Linked DNA regions of Oryctolagus cuniculus: region 1 is linked to region 2. A link is a contact called in public Hi-C data. All regions are on one chromosome and are shown on one strand. The core of a region is the stretch at or near the end of the contact, and the rest is flanking DNA. Distances in the headings are between cores, read along the strand shown. Region 1 holds the start of PLS1 (plastin 1). Region 2 holds the start of TRPC1 (transient receptor potential cation channel subfamily C member 1).

Evidence for each region. Hi-C and Micro-C count contacts between places; a contact is called where the count stands out from the background.
Region 1: a Hi-C map of an unstated tissue shows a contact between it and region 2, with 2.6 times the contacts expected there. The contact joins the promoter of PLS1 here to the promoter of TRPC1 in region 2. A contact is called at or near these places in 4 of 6 Hi-C or Micro-C datasets (ear pinna, embryonic fibroblasts, psoas muscle and 1 more).

What each region holds. Positions count from the first base shown.
Region 1 is chr4:139,302,280-139,306,862 of mOryCun1.1, forward strand. It overlaps PLS1 (plastin 1), which reads right to left and starts at 2,193. Exons shown (of 16, transcript XM_002716570.5): 1 at 2,053-2,193.
Region 2 is chr4:139,153,403-139,157,946 of mOryCun1.1, forward strand. It overlaps TRPC1 (transient receptor potential cation channel subfamily C member 1), which reads right to left and starts at 2,308. Exons shown (of 12, transcript NM_001082651.1): 1 at 2,137-2,308. The coding sequence starts at 2,308.

The DNA of each region.
Region 1 (4,583 bases), core at 943-3,442, 150 kb after region 2:
TCTCTCTCCTGGTGGACCCCAGGAAAGACCGGTACGGAGGTCCCACTTTCCCCTTCCTGGCCCACTCTCCCTTAATAGAGCCCTCATGTTCTGTGGATTCTTCTCATTTTCTAAATTAACGTCATCACGCTGCACATCGTATTTGAGCCTGTACTTAGAATTCTTCTCTAAGTAAAAGGCAAGAAGCTGAAATAGGAGTTAGAGGCTAAGCTGGCCCACAAGTTTGACTTGGTCGCTGCGGTGCTACAGTTCCAAGACGACCTCCCCACATTACAGAACATCCAGGTGAAATCCTTTTACAAAACTATCCATGCCTCACTTCCTCCCCTTCCCTCCTCCCTCCCACAAACAGTGGCCGAGAATAGACTTTGTGCTTAGTGCATGGTAGGATGTTTGAGGCACAGATTTCAACCCCCAAGAGCTTACACAACATGACCATTTCCTGGTGAAGAGGTTGGGATGTGCAGTAAAACACAGTAATTCAGGATACTATGTACAAAGGATGTAACAGCAACACAGATAACAGCAGTAAATGCTAGATTATTTAGATGGAGAGCTCCTGGCTGCAGCAATCAAGGAAGGCTTCCAGAAAGCAGTCACACCTGAACTGTACCCTGCAGCATGGGCAGGACTTACCCAGGAGGGAGGCAAACGCATTCTGGGCCAAAGGCCCTGGTGACTGAGGCGAGCAAGGAGGGTGGTTTCAGGACCAGTGAACGGCTAGGTGGGGCTGGAGCGAGAAGGCATTTTTTGAAAGGAATTTACAAGGTACTAGCAAGCTCCGTCACGGAGATGATTAAATTTTCTGCTTAAACCAGATGACACAGTATAAGAGAGTGGAAGAGAAAGTTTAATAATCTAAGCAAAGGGTATTAACAGGGAATGGTAAATAAATAAATAAATAAAAATCAGCTGGGTCTGGATCCCAGGCCCAGCTTCGCTGAGGAGGGGTTGGGGTGGCTACAGCAAGTCACTGATCTCAGTTTTCCCATTTGTAAACTGAAGCAGCTGAACTGGATGACCTCAAAAGTCTCTACAGTTCCAAACTAGACCAACTGTATATTATTCCTGCCATTAAAACATTCATCATGGGGGAAGAGCGGAGGGAACCTGTATTCCCTTTCCACACAGGTTTCCCTTTCTGAACTTCAATTGTTTTGCCCCTAAACTCACCACCGCTAGGCATATGCCTACGGTATTCTCTACCAGAGAATTTTACTACAGAATTCCATTAAAGTCGGGAGAGTTGGTGCTGAAGCAAGGGGCAGGGGTGATAAAGCACCTTTTTCATCTTTGTGGACCTGAATAACTATGTGTTGCTTCTCTGACCTGAAAAGTTGCTTCTTGTTCATGTAAATCGGTACAGCACACCCTTAGCCTCATACAAGTTTATCTGATACCGCAGCTCCAGGGCAAGGCATCTCCGAATAAGCCATAGACAGTGACAGAGTAAAGGGAGAGGAGCGAAAACTCTTAGGTAAAAGACCCTATCCACTTTACAGCACCAACTGAAGAGCCACGCTGAAAGGCAAAGAGGAAAATCATGCATTTTGTGAAGTCCCTACTTAACGCAGTTGGAATGCAGAAAGTTTTCTGGCATTGAAATTCGCTGACCATTGGCATTTTTTAAAGACTGCAGCCAGGAGCCCCGAGGCAAGGCACCCGACCCGAAAGCGCGGATGCGATTCACTGGTTCTATCGATCCTATGCACCAACAGGCCAAAGGCAAATAAACCAGGCACAGAATTCCAGCGAGTCAGGCTGAATGAGAAAGCACCAAAGTTTCAACCAGAAAAGTTAACGAAATGCCTCGCTTCCTGCAGGGAGTCCTAATGCAGTCCTCAGGCTCATTGTTTCAGCAGTACAATATGCGACCGAACACCTGCGGCCACTACTCGCTGCCCCAACCTGCAGAAGCGCGCACCGGAGGTCGGGAGACGCCTAGCGAGCGAGAGAACCTGGACAGCCTGGCCCCGTACAAGGACTGCTTTGCCTTCCATCTGTCCGTCTACCTTCCCTCCTAGCGCCCCCTCCCACCCTAGCGCCCAGTACCTGCGGCGATCACCGGGCCTCGAGTCCGAAGCTCCCACTCCGGATGCAGGTACCCGCAGGTCCGCTCTGCGGCTACCTCTGCGCGCCCGCGGAGCCGCTGCGCTCGCGCCACTGCGCATGCCCGGCCGGCATCCGGGCCCCGACACTCGGAATCCACTTCCCGGGTTTTGGCTGCGACTCCCAGAGTTACGGACGCGAAACCGCAAGCTTGAGTTCAGGAGGAGGGTGAAAGAGCAGTTGCAGGTGCTGGGAGAGGCGAGGGGCAGAAGTGAATTGGCGCTGCAGCACGTTGTCCCTGCAGCCCGCAGTTACCCATGCCTGAAGGTGACCGCCTACGCCGTTGGAATGCACCATGCTCCTCAAACTTGAGCGTGGGTCCGAATCGCCGGGAGGGCGTGTAACGCAGACCCCACACCCAGAGCTTCAGAGTCAAGCTTAGGAGTGAGGTGCTGCCGTTTGCATTTCTAATATGTTTTCAGGGGAAGCTGCCCCCACACTTTGAGAACCACTGATCAAGAAGAAAAGTGTATGTTATTAAAGAAGAAAATTTTCTCCCCATCCCGCCCCGCCCTATTAGGGGATTTCACACAATACTTCCTCGTCATTTCACAGCCACACCTGCTTAAAATAAATACATTACTAAAGCCCACACGCCAACAGAGGTGGGATATTTCCTCTAGCATGTGAGTCAAGTAAATGGAATGCAACCTCAAGGATCCGCACACATTTTGCCTGCAGCATAGCACATAGGTGCTGTTGGTTACCCCAACTCAGTCCAGGGAACAGGACTGGCCCTTATTTTGCTGTCTATTTAACTCAAAGCGCTGAGTGCTTAGTACATGATACAGAATAGAGACCAAGACCAGCGGTTGTGGGAGTTGACACTTGCCTCTGGGGAGCCTGGGTTCAAGTTGCAGCTACTTTGCTTCTGATCCAATTTCCTGCTAATGTGCCTGGAAAGGCAGAAAGGAGGGCCCAAATGCTTGGGCCTCTGCTGTCCATGTGGGAGACCAGGATGGAGTTCCTGGCTCCCAGCTTTGGCCCTGCCCAGACCTGCTGTTGCAGCCATTTGGGGAGTAACCAACAGCACGAAGATTCTCCCCCCAACATCCCTCTGCCTTTCAAATAAATTAAATTAAATTAGTTTTAAAATAAAAAATAGGGACCCAAGCAAGTTCAAGACGAGAGCAACAGGGATGGAAAAATGGGAAAGCAGATGAAATCACTAAGAACCCAAAGGAATTGGATGAGCAATTAAATATGGAGGGAGGTGGCCAAGGAGGGGAAGATAAGCATTTCTGTCTTCCATATAGAGAAATCTATCAATTTAGTGTCCTTAGCTGAGCCCAGATTCACAGAAGTCATTGAATATGTAAGATTCACAAAATATGCCAGCACCCTGGCTCACTAGGCTAATCCTCCACCTGCGGTGCCGGTACCCCAGGTTCTAGTCCCGGTTGGGGCTCCGGTTCTGTCCTGGTTGCTCCTCTCCCAGTCCAGCTCTCTGCTGTGGCCTGGAAGGCAGTGGAGGATGGCCCAGGTCCTTGGGCCCTGCACTCGCATGGGAGACCAGGAGGAAGCACCTGGCTCCTGGCTTCGGATCAGCGCAGTGCCAGCTGTAGCGGCCATTTGGGGGTGAACCAACGGAAAAGGAAGACCTTTCTGTCTGTCTCTCTCTCACTGTCTAACTCTGCCTGTCAAAAAAAAAAAAAAAAAAAGATTCACAAAATATAAGTATTTCTTTAAAAGTTAAACATACATCTACCAAATGACCCAGCCAGTCCATTCCTGGTATTACTGCAGAGAAATTAAAATGTATGCTCACAGAAAGACTTGAAATATGAATGTTCATAGCAGCTTTTTTTCACAGTAGTCCAAACAAGGAGGGACCCAATTGTACATCAAAAGATGAATGAAAAAAAAAGTGATTTAGCAATACAATAGAATACTACTCAGCAATCAAAAAAGGGAATGACTCATACACGCCCACATTAGATAAGACTCAAAATCATTATACTGAGATGAGGAAGTCAGAGAGAAAATACGTATGTAAGGGCTGTATATGAAATCCAAACCTGTAGTCACATAAAGCAGATCAGTAATTGCTGGAAACCAGGAACAGACAAAAGGATGAACTGCAAAAGGGCAGAAAAAAAATCTCTGGGGTTGGAGGTGATGGAAATTTTCTCTATTTTGATTATAGTGATTTCACAGGTGCATATAGCTGTCAAAACTAAGATGTACTTTAAAATTAAATTTATATTCCATAAATTAGTCTGGAAAAAAGAAAAATCAAATATACTTATGATCTGATTATTTATTGGAGATATTGACTAATGCAAGTTCATGAGGACATGTAGACTCTAAATATGCTATAAACTGATTTGGAGAGAAAGCAGATTTAAAACCCTGTAACAGAAGCTAAAAATAATCAGTATAAAATGTCTACAACAATCATTGTAAAAGTAACAAATCCAAATTTATTATTTATAAATGTATTGTTAATAAAATAGAAGATGTTCCAAAAACAT
Region 2 (4,544 bases), core at 1,058-3,557:
TTAGTTAATACAAACATGTAAACAAAGAATCCTCTAAGACTTATTTTAATTGTAAATTTGCACCATAAGTGTATGTAATAAATATGCCATTTTTCTAAATCTAACTCAAGAACTTGTTTCAATATACCTGAAACACACAAAATACCTATTTTATCTCATTAATTTTTAAAAATTTCAACTTATGTACTGGGAAAAGCAAGTAGTTTCCAAGGCACTCCTAAGAGTCAAATCTTTCTAAAGATCTAAATGATGCCATAAAATAAGAAACTAACAGAGTATCAGGCTGTTTCAATTGATACTACCAGACAGACTATAATACAATCATAAATTAAAACTCTTTTCTTGGAGACACCATGCAACAGTCCTAAATATATACACCACACAAGTACCAACTCCATTTCATTGGGACAATTTTCTGTCTTCAGTTTGATAGAAATATATCATGTTCCCTTTCTTGCAATACTTTGCCTAAAGTAATCACAGCAGAGAGAGGGAGAGGCAAATGCAACAGCCACTTACTCATCATAACACAATCTTTCCCCTTCACGTCAAGAGAATTTTTGAGGGCAGAGAATCACAGAAGTCACTCCAACAATACAGAGTAATTTTATTTAGCCTATAGATTCTAATTTTTGAAACATTACAATTTCTTTACATTTCCAAGACTACTCAAAATTGTGCCTACAGCGGACCTGCTTTCACAATATTATCTAATACTGTTATATAAGAACGTGTCTGACAACAGACACAAGTGGACCTTGTTAATATGTCAATGTGGTTTCAAAAATTTCTGTAAATAAAATCCTACGTCAAAAGCACTAAGAGAGATTAGGGAGACTATCATTCATTCAAAACTTAAAATATGGACAAAAAATACTCTTTGACTAATCTTTACATTGTGCAACTGGCCTTTTATGTTTTGAAAATTTGCATGGTTCTAACAGTTTTCCCAAGTGAACATGGCCACTGACTAGCAAGCCACACAAATTCAGGAATGGAAGATTTTCAGTACTTTTTTTTTTGTAGGAAATTAAAGCAGTCTTAGGGCAATCAATTTCCTATTCTTAAAAGTATACTTAGGGCCAGCACTGTGGCATCCATAGTAAGTAAAGCCGCTGCTTACAGTGCTGGCATCCCATTTGGGTCCCGGCTGCTCCACTTCCCATCCAGCTCTCTGCTATGGCCCAGGTCCTTAGGCCCTTGCACCAGCGTGGGAGACCCAGAAGAAGCTCCGGGCTTCCTTCCAGTACGCCCAGGTCCGCCCCTTGCAGCTTTTTGGGGAGTCAACCAGCTTGTGGAAGACCCCTCTCTCTCTGCCTCCCTGTAACTCTGCCTTTCAAATAAAGAAATCTTAAAAAGAAAGTATACTTGCATTAAAAGACAGACAGCCACAAAAACACTTAATGCATAAATTTTTAAAAAAAGGAAAGTAAATTTTTTTGCCATATAATTTTTTTCACTACCTTTATCTCCTACAGGATATAGCGCTACAAGCTTTTCTCTACGATAAAAAAAAAAAAGCACTAGTGGTCAAGACTGTTTGAGAAGTTTAGGGAAAGTTTTAGGATCTAAGGCAGAACTTCAGTCCTTTTTATCATGCGTCTCACCTGGGCTATTCAGAGACTTAACTTCACTCACAGGTACCGGCAGTGCACCTGAGCTAAATCATGCACCAAAGGTGGGGATCTTGTTAACAAACTCAAGCCAGCTGAGAGCCCTAAGTACAAGGAATTTAAAGCAAGGTCACATTGGAATGTTCTGACGGCAAGGTCCGAAACTAGCCAATAAACACACCAAAAGGAAAGAACGGAGACCCTAAGCAGACCAGGTCGTTCACGTTGTCAGAAGGGATGCGGCTAAAACGCTGGGCTCCAGGCCCCGGGACAGCAGCATCCCGACAGCGGAGCCCAGGGAGGCGGCCGCGGGCAAGGCCGCCGCCGCCGCAGGTGCCGCGCTGAGGGCGCACCCCCAGCCGCAAACTCCAGGGCACTGGAGCTGCGGGGCGGCGCTGCGGGGGCGAGGCGGCCGGCGCGGGAGGTCGCGGGACTGCCCCCAGAGTAAGCTGAGGCAAGAGTGAGCACCGAGGGTCTGGAGGGCAGGGGCGTCCAGAGGAGGAGAAAGGGGCCTAGCTCTCACCCTTGTCGCACGCCAGCAAGAAAAGCTTCTCATTCAGGGTGTTCTCCTCCTTCACCTCCCGCACATCCTTCAGCGCCATCACCTCATTCGGCGACGAAGAGGATGGGGAGGAAGGCAGGGAGGAGGAGGAGGCGCCCGAGAGGTCCGTAGTCGGGTACAGGGCCGCCATCATCGCAGCCCATGAAGGGGGCAGGCCCGGAGACGGGGGCGGGGCACCCACCGGCCCCGACCCCGACCCCAACCCCGCCCCAGGGCTGGAGAAGGGATGAGTCGTTCCCGCCACCGCCTCCGCGCGCGGCCAGCTGGCCCCGAAGGGCGTCGCCTCCCCTCGGAACCAGCACTCGCCCTCCACGGACAGCCCCAGGTTGGTGGCGGCGCATGCGCGGCCTCGAGGCCAGCGCCCCCTCCCCAGCCGCCGGCGCCCGGGCCGAGCCGGTCCGCGCCCGTCCGGGGAAGACAGACTGGAGCGCGCCAGGGCGGCAGCCGAGCGCGGGGCCGTGCCAGGAGCCGCAGGGGCCGCGCAGGAGGCGGCCCGGCCGGGAGGACGACGAGAGCTCCGAGGGAGAGGCGCTTCTGAGCACGTTGGGCTCCGAGGCTGTGGGAACCGTCGGCTCAGCTGCGCCGGGAGGAGATGTTCGCGACTCTGCTCACGTCATCCTGCCCTCCGCTTTAGCGACGACACCGGGGCGGGGCCAGCGGCAGGGGCGGGCTTGGGGGCGGAGCCTATGGCGGGGGTGGGGCCTGCGGTGGAGGGCGGGCTCGAAGGACGCACGGCCGGAGGGCGCTGGGAGGCTTCCGGCCCCAGCCCTTCAGCCCCAAGTTACCCAAGTTTGAGGTAACTTGCCCGCCATCTCGCGTCTTAATAGGAGCAGTCTGCTAACTGAAGCTCTGAGGACCTGACGTTTAGTCAGTGCAGTCTGCCTCGCCCCCACGTTGAGGTGGTGGATTACGTACCGCGGGAAAGCCGCAGCGTTTCTAAAGGCTGTTTTTTTTAAACAAGTCGTTTGTGATCCGACATTGGCATCATCGGCAGCGCTGGCATCCCCTATGGCCGCCTGTTAGGGTCCCGGCTGCTCCACTTCCGATCCAGTTCCCTGCTAAGGCGCCTGAGAAGGCAGTGGAAAATGGCCCAAGTGCTTGCCCCCTGCACCCACTTTGGACGGAGCTCCTGGCTTCGGACCGGTCCAGCTCCGGCCTTTGCAGCCGTCTGGGGAGTGAACCAGAGGATGGAAGATCTCTCTCTTTGCCTCTCCCTCTAATTCCACCTTTCAAATAAATAATCTTAAAAAAAAATTGGATCTTTTATTTAGGCAAGAGCTGATTGACACCAACTGCTACTTCCTTAAATAATTTTTTTTTAACAGGCAGAGTGGACAGGAAGAGAGAGAGACAGAGAGAAAGGTCTTCCTTTGCCCTTGGTTCACCCTCCAATGGCCGCTGCTGCCAGCGCACCGTGCTGATCTAATGGCAGGAGCCAGGTGCTTCTCCTGGTCTCCCATGGGGTGCAGGGCCCAAGCACTTGGGCCATCCTCCACTGCACTCGCTGGCCACAGCAGAGAGCTGGCCTGGAAGAGGGGCAACCGGGACAGAATCCGGTGCCCCGACCGGGACTAGAACCCGGGGTGCCGGCACTGCAAGGCGGAGGATTAGCCTATTGAGCCACTGCGCCGGCCTAAATAATTTTTTAACCAAGATTTTATTTAAAAAATTTAACATTGCAAAACACTGCTACTGTGGTACACCTTTAAAAGATAGGGGAGAAAACCTGAAATTGTATCTCTTGAATAATTCCTGATTTCCTTAACAATCAACCATAGGGAAATCTGAATGTTATCTTTAAAAGCATCTGAACTGGGGCAGGGGCTGTGGCATAGCGGTAAAGCCGCCGCCTGCAGTGCTGGCATCCCATATGGACACTGGTTCAAATCCCAGCTGCTCCACTTCCCATACAGCTCTCTGTTATGGCCTGCGAAAGCAGAGGAAGATGGCCCAAGTCCTTGGACCCCTGCACCTGCATGGGAGACCTGGAAGAAGCTCCTGGTTCCTGGTTTTGGAGCAGTCCAGCTCCAGCCATTGGAGTCATCTGGGGAGTGAACCAGCGATGGAAGACCTCTCTGTTACTCTGCCTTTCAAATAAATGAATCTTTTATTAAGAAAAATCTGAATTCCCTGACTTTACAAAAAAATTACCTGGGGAATGCCGCCTGCAGTGGCAGCATCCCATATGGCAGACAGTTCGAGACCCAGCTGCTTCCACTTCCAATCAGCTCTCTGCTATGGCCTGGGAAAGCAGTGGACGATGGCCCAAGTCCTTGTGTCCCTGCACCTGCATGGGAGCCCCGGAGGAAGTTCCTGGCTCCTGGCTTAGGATCGGCCCAGCTTTCGCCATTGCAGCCATTTGGGGAGTG